Regions from separate parts of the Hordeum vulgare genome. Here region 1 is linked to region 2. Evidence: chromatin contacts called from public Hi-C data. All regions are on one chromosome and are shown on one strand. Each heading gives the region's core, a stretch centred on a gene start, on an enhancer-like site or on the middle of the called end of the contact. The rest is flanking DNA. Distances are from core to core; before and after follow the strand shown. Region 1 holds the start of LOC123409220. Region 2 holds the start of LOC123411583 (putative glycerol-3-phosphate transporter 1).

Evidence for each region. A called contact is a pair of places that touch in the nucleus more often than the background predicts.
Region 1: a contact with region 2 is called in a Hi-C map of seedling, with 3 times the contacts expected there. The contact joins the promoter of LOC123409220 here to the promoter of LOC123411583 in region 2. A contact is called at or near these places in 1 of 6 Hi-C or Micro-C datasets (seedling) and 1 of 1 datasets of contacts at active chromatin or transcription factors (embryo).

Annotation. Positions count from the first base shown.
Region 1 is chr7H:379,560,843-379,563,542 of MorexV3_pseudomolecules_assembly, forward strand. It overlaps LOC123409220, which reads left to right and starts at 1,329. Exons shown (of 2, transcript XM_045102182.1): 1 at 1,329-1,884. The coding sequence starts at 1,586.
Region 2 is chr7H:378,694,623-378,697,322 of MorexV3_pseudomolecules_assembly, forward strand. It overlaps LOC123411583 (putative glycerol-3-phosphate transporter 1), which reads right to left and starts at 1,380. Exons shown (of 3, transcript XM_045104551.1): 1 at 1,180-1,380.

The sequences.
Region 1 (2,700 bases), core at 79-2,578, 870 kb after region 2:
TTGAATCATATATCTTACCTTCCTATCATTCTACCTCATTTAGAATCTCCTTCTTGATCAATATCTTCCTATCCATACGCGACTATTGTTGTTTTGGAAGTTATTTCGAATTTGTGTTTTTGGTATTTATTTGTTTGTCTTTTGCTATCGTTTCGACGAGTAGGGAGTGACGCCCTTGGACATGTACATAAACAGGTTACCGAAGAAGGACTCAACAATGAAGGCATGCCTTCTTCTTTGATCATACTTATCCTATGTTTTAAGAATATTGCATCTTGTTTTATGGTTACGGTATGAATGTTTTTTACTCTCGTAGTTAGCATGTCGATTAACACATACCTTGATCTTCTTGTCGCCTATTCATTGACACCTGAGTAGAAGTATATAGTAATCCGGTGGAGTAGAAATTCTTAGCCATGCTTATACCTTATAGGTGCACTGTTGAATGATCTCATAGTCATTGACAATTGGAACTTACCGCTGAGCTAGGCCGGTTGGCCTTGTTGACGTTCTCTATTCTCTTCTACCCTGGGTGAAACTTACCATCTGAATACTGGTGCGGGCAACGACTAAATCAAGGAAGAAGGAGCGATTGGCTGCCCTTCATAAGCTGAAGGGGCAATCAGTCGTCCATGCCGCATGAGGACTAATAAGTCTTGGATTTGAAGATTGTCTAAGCAATACAACCACATGCTATATGGGCACTGGTGTAATAACCCGGATATGATGCGCTAGAAGATTCTTCTTTTATTCCGTTGTCGTCGTGTGATTTTTTATCTCATTTATCATCGCACCATTCGCAGCATTCGCATTGCATCGGCACTCCTTTGTCGTCATTTTTTTCAAAACTTGCATCCTTTATTAGTTGCCGGTTCTCTTCATTATTGTTATTGACCGTTTTGAGACCAACCTCACATGCACACGCCCGCGATATCATTTAAATATTGTTTTAAAAGTGTGTATAAAACTTCCTCGGATTGGGTTGAAACTTGGCGTGCTGTCTTATTTTGATGTTGGTAGATCGCGTGCCAAACTTCATCGTAATCGAAGATTGTTTGATATCTGAAGCACTAAATATATAGTGGCACTATAGTGAGTTAAATTCCTGAACATTTCAGTGTATAAAAATCTTGTCACGGGCTGCTTCCTTCCCTCTCATCCCCACATAGTCCACCCACACAGCCCACTAGACCCAACTAGCCCCTCCCTCCGTTCGTGGTCGTTGGATCGGGATCGAACGGACGAGGTTCAACCCATCATAGTTCATTCCCTATATAATTCTACCTTGTGAAGAGAGCTCCGTCACTCCGCTAGAGTTTCCCCCTAGCCAAAATTACAGCCACCTCTCTTAATTCCACCTGCTAGTCTCAGTCCCACCTGCTAGCCTCAATCCCACGTGTGAACACCTCCACCACCAACCGGACATGTCCGGGCAACCATAGCCAGATCCCGGAGCCGCAGCCTCCCGTGCCGTTGCGAGCCCCGTCGGCCGCTCGCTGGAGCCAGACCGGCGCCCCGCCTCTTCCTCTCTCCCTCCATTTCTCCCTCTCACCCCGTGTCCTCTCTCTTTCCCACAGGATCCTCCATGGCCGTCGGAGCCGAGCTCCAAGGTCTACGTCGCCGGGTCTCGCCGCACCACCGCGGGGAACGGAGCTTCCATGACCGAATCCGCCGTTTTCCCCTCATCCCGGACGCTCTACGGTGTCCCATCGCGCCGCCGTTCCCGTCCAGCCTCGCTGCGGTTGACCCGCGTGAGTTCGAGTTGACCATGCCAGTCCATCCTATGCATCGGGCAGAGGAAGGGGATGCCTGCATCCCGCACCCCCGCCATCTCCCCTATACGCCAACCGCAAGCCGCGCCAGTTCCGGCCAACGGAGCCACAGGTATGGAAGCTGCCAGATCCGCCATGTCTGCTTCTGTTTTGCCATGCATGTTCGTGGAGAAGAAGACCGGCCTCCTCCTTAGTATTTGTAGTTCTCCCCTGCACCAATATCACTGAATATGCGTAGCCTAGTTGGATAGCACTTCTCTAATAGAACCGGGAGATCGTGTGTACAAGTCCCCAGGAGAAAGCATTTGTTTTCACGCATTTTACCCTCACCCCGGAATCAATTTCTGCCTCGGTTGACTTGACAACGAGCCCCTGTTCGTGCACACACCAGTAGCCAGTCCAACTCGTTAGCACTCTGGATTCAATTTAGGAGGTCATGGTTTGATACCCTAGCGCTCCAATTTTATTCAGCCCGTGGTCGTTATTTTTCCTTGTTGCGGTTTTCTAATAAACTAGGACACTGCATTAAAAAACATGATTTTATAACATCTTATATATTTAAGGGGAGTGATCTGCGTCGGCCTAAACTTTTCCGCGCGCGGGCCGTACGATCCATCAACCCGCGCGCGTCCGCACCGTTGAATCCGCATGCAACATTTTTTCCCTATGCAGCAAAATTTTGATGTGATGCAACAATTTTTTCAACGATTGCAACAAAAAATAAAATTTATAGAAAAAAATATCTACGTAATTGTAGCAAAAAAACGAAGCTGATGATATGTGGTAGCAAAAGTCAAAGCCGGTTGTAACAAATATTTATGTGACGTGTATGCAACTTTTTTAGTGAACGGTTGCAGCAAAACATGATGCCGGTTGTAGCAAAAATTAACATGGTTGTAACAAAAGTAAAAAACATCGATTGTAATGA
Region 2 (2,700 bases), core at 130-2,629:
CAAAGAGGATGTAAGACAAATGGGCAAATGGAGAGATTCTATGTTAAGATTGATAATTGAAGTTATACATCTATTGGTGGCTAGTAAGATCCATAAGCAATCGTGCTTTAAAAAAGTTGAAATCAATGATCCAAACGCATCTTTGTGGAATTTTGGTTAAAAAATATGGGGAAAACTGATGCATCCAATAATTCAACACATTTTTATAAAAACTTAAACTCCGTTATTTGCAACAAAGGTTTGTGCAATTTGGTTAATACGCAAACATGGGAAAAATTGCCGCATCTAATGGTCCAAAGCAATTTGGGAAACAAATTGATCAATATGTTGGCTAGCCCAGTTCAATCATCGCAAGTGCAAGTCATCCGCTAGATCACCGAAAGCAGAAACCTTTCTTGCTCTTGTTCCGCACAATATGATGACGCCATCTGTGACCTAGATCATGGAGAGCACATGGCAGTGGCGGACCCAGAAATGAAATGATGGGTGTGCATACCTTAAAATGTGAGATCTATTTCAATTGGTTTGGATAGTCCCTGAAAATCAGCTAATTTTTACATAGTAAAAAATGTCTCTTAAAATTCTCCCTACGTACGCCACTGGCACATGGTACAAAAGACTGACGATACACTATTTTTATCTCCAACACCAAAAATCAGAATTCACCCCTATTATTGGGTGCAAATGCATCCCTTAGCAATCAACCGAGTTAGACGTGACCCTAAAGTATCAGTACGTATATACTAATACAATTAACCGGGGCAGGTAAAAAGATTCCCAAGCGGATGTAGGAGGCTGATCTGACCTGAGTATCCTTGGATAAAAATTCAGGGTCTCCATCAAGGAACTGAACTATTGAATATTCGAAAAAAAAACTACTGTTCAAATGCTCGGCTACCGAGCAGTATGATCAGCGGAACAAGCACCTAATACACAAAATTCAGGAAATAACGGGAGAGATTATCGTCTCTCTCTCCCCCATGAAACCTGAAGAGACTAAAAAGCCTTCCCAACTCCTTAACCCAAACCTCGCCAAAACCCACCACCCCTCGCCGCCAAACCAAGAGCCCGACAATCCAAAGAAGCAAAGAAAACAGAAGCTTACGGATTGGCCTGCAGAATCAGTAAGGGAGAAGGAGGAGGGAGATCAAGAAACAGGGATTCGGGACAAGAACACACCTCCGCGGCGGCGGTCGACTGCTGTGCCGATCTGCGACGAGCCGCGGCCGGTTGGATTGGGGGTTTAGTGTGAAAATGCGCACGCGCATGCAGGATAGGAGGAGATGGCTGGGGAAGGAAGGAAGGAAGGAAGGAGGGCGTTTCTTTCCTCTCTTGGCGTCAGTTTTTTCTCGAGAGTTTGGGTGGCTTGAGGAGTTCGAGCGAGCCTGGCTTGCATTTATTCAGATGGCAAGCCAAGTTTGCGGAGGTATTTACGGCGATGCCATTGGACCATTATGCCCTTTCGCTTTATGAAAAAGTATTAAAATTGTCTGACTGATTTTAATACGATGTAAGCCGTCTTCAATATGCGGCACGCGGCTCTATGCGTATTGTTTTTGCCTCTTAGAGCATCTCTAGTAGAACTCTCAAACCCTTAAATCTAAAATCAGTTTTAAGGGTTGAGAATTGCCCATTTTTGACACTTTTAAGGGTTGAAAAACAGGAGCAAAGACTAGAACCCTCAAACCCAACCCTTATAACGGAATATTCGGATATTTCACCTAATGCAAAAATTGGAATACAGCCAGGACCGCGCGCGTCGTCTGCTGGCGCTCGCGCACTGTTACTGCTGCGGCGCCGCCGCGGCGAGCTCCTTCTGCGGCAGGGAGAGGGAAGGGGAGGGGACCTTGTGGGCGAAGGCGGCGGAGGTGGCCTTGGCGGCGGCGGAGATGGAGGCCATGGCGACGGCGGCCGAGGCGGGCGCGGCGGCCGGGGCGGGCGCGGGGGCGGGCGCGGCGGCCGGGGCGGGTGCGGGGGCGGGGCGGGGCGGGCGCGGGGACGCGACGGCGGCCGGGGCGGGCGGGGCGGACGCGGGGACGCAACGGCCGGGGCGCGAAGGGAGCGCGGGGCGGCGGCGGCCGAGGCAACTTCCTCGCGCGCGCGGGGAACCAACTGCCTCCCGCGCGAGGTGGGAAGTGGAGTGCGGGTTGGGGGCAGTTTTCCCTCCCAACCGTCACTTCTACAGGTTGGGAAAGGGTTTGCGGGTTGGACCTTTAATTTTTTTTACGGGTTTAAGAGTTTAAGGGTTCTAGTCTACGTCGTTTTGTCGACGAAAACTGTAAAAAAAAGCGGTTATTTTTAAGGATTTGAGGGTTCTACTAGACTTGCTCTTAGCCTTATCCCCGCATAGAGACGTCGTCCACTCATTTATTTTTACGAGTTCATCCGCTACCTCCACCTCTTGTGCTCAGGGCACACAACCTTTCTCTACGCCCGCCATGTCAAAATTGTGACCCCTCCGACCACCACGCACAATAGAGGATGCTGATGCATACGTGGAGAAGAATGGGGGCGATGGGGCGCTGCATATCGGGGCATCATTCGTTGCTTGCGCGCCACCACTGTGGTGTTGCAAACCGGCGGATGCAACACCACCATTCCCGCAAGCGGGGGCAGCGTAACTCACCGTCGGTGGTGCTACAACGCAACATGATGGGGAAGGTAAGTGCCACTCGCTGGCGGCGCTGCTGCCGGCGGCTC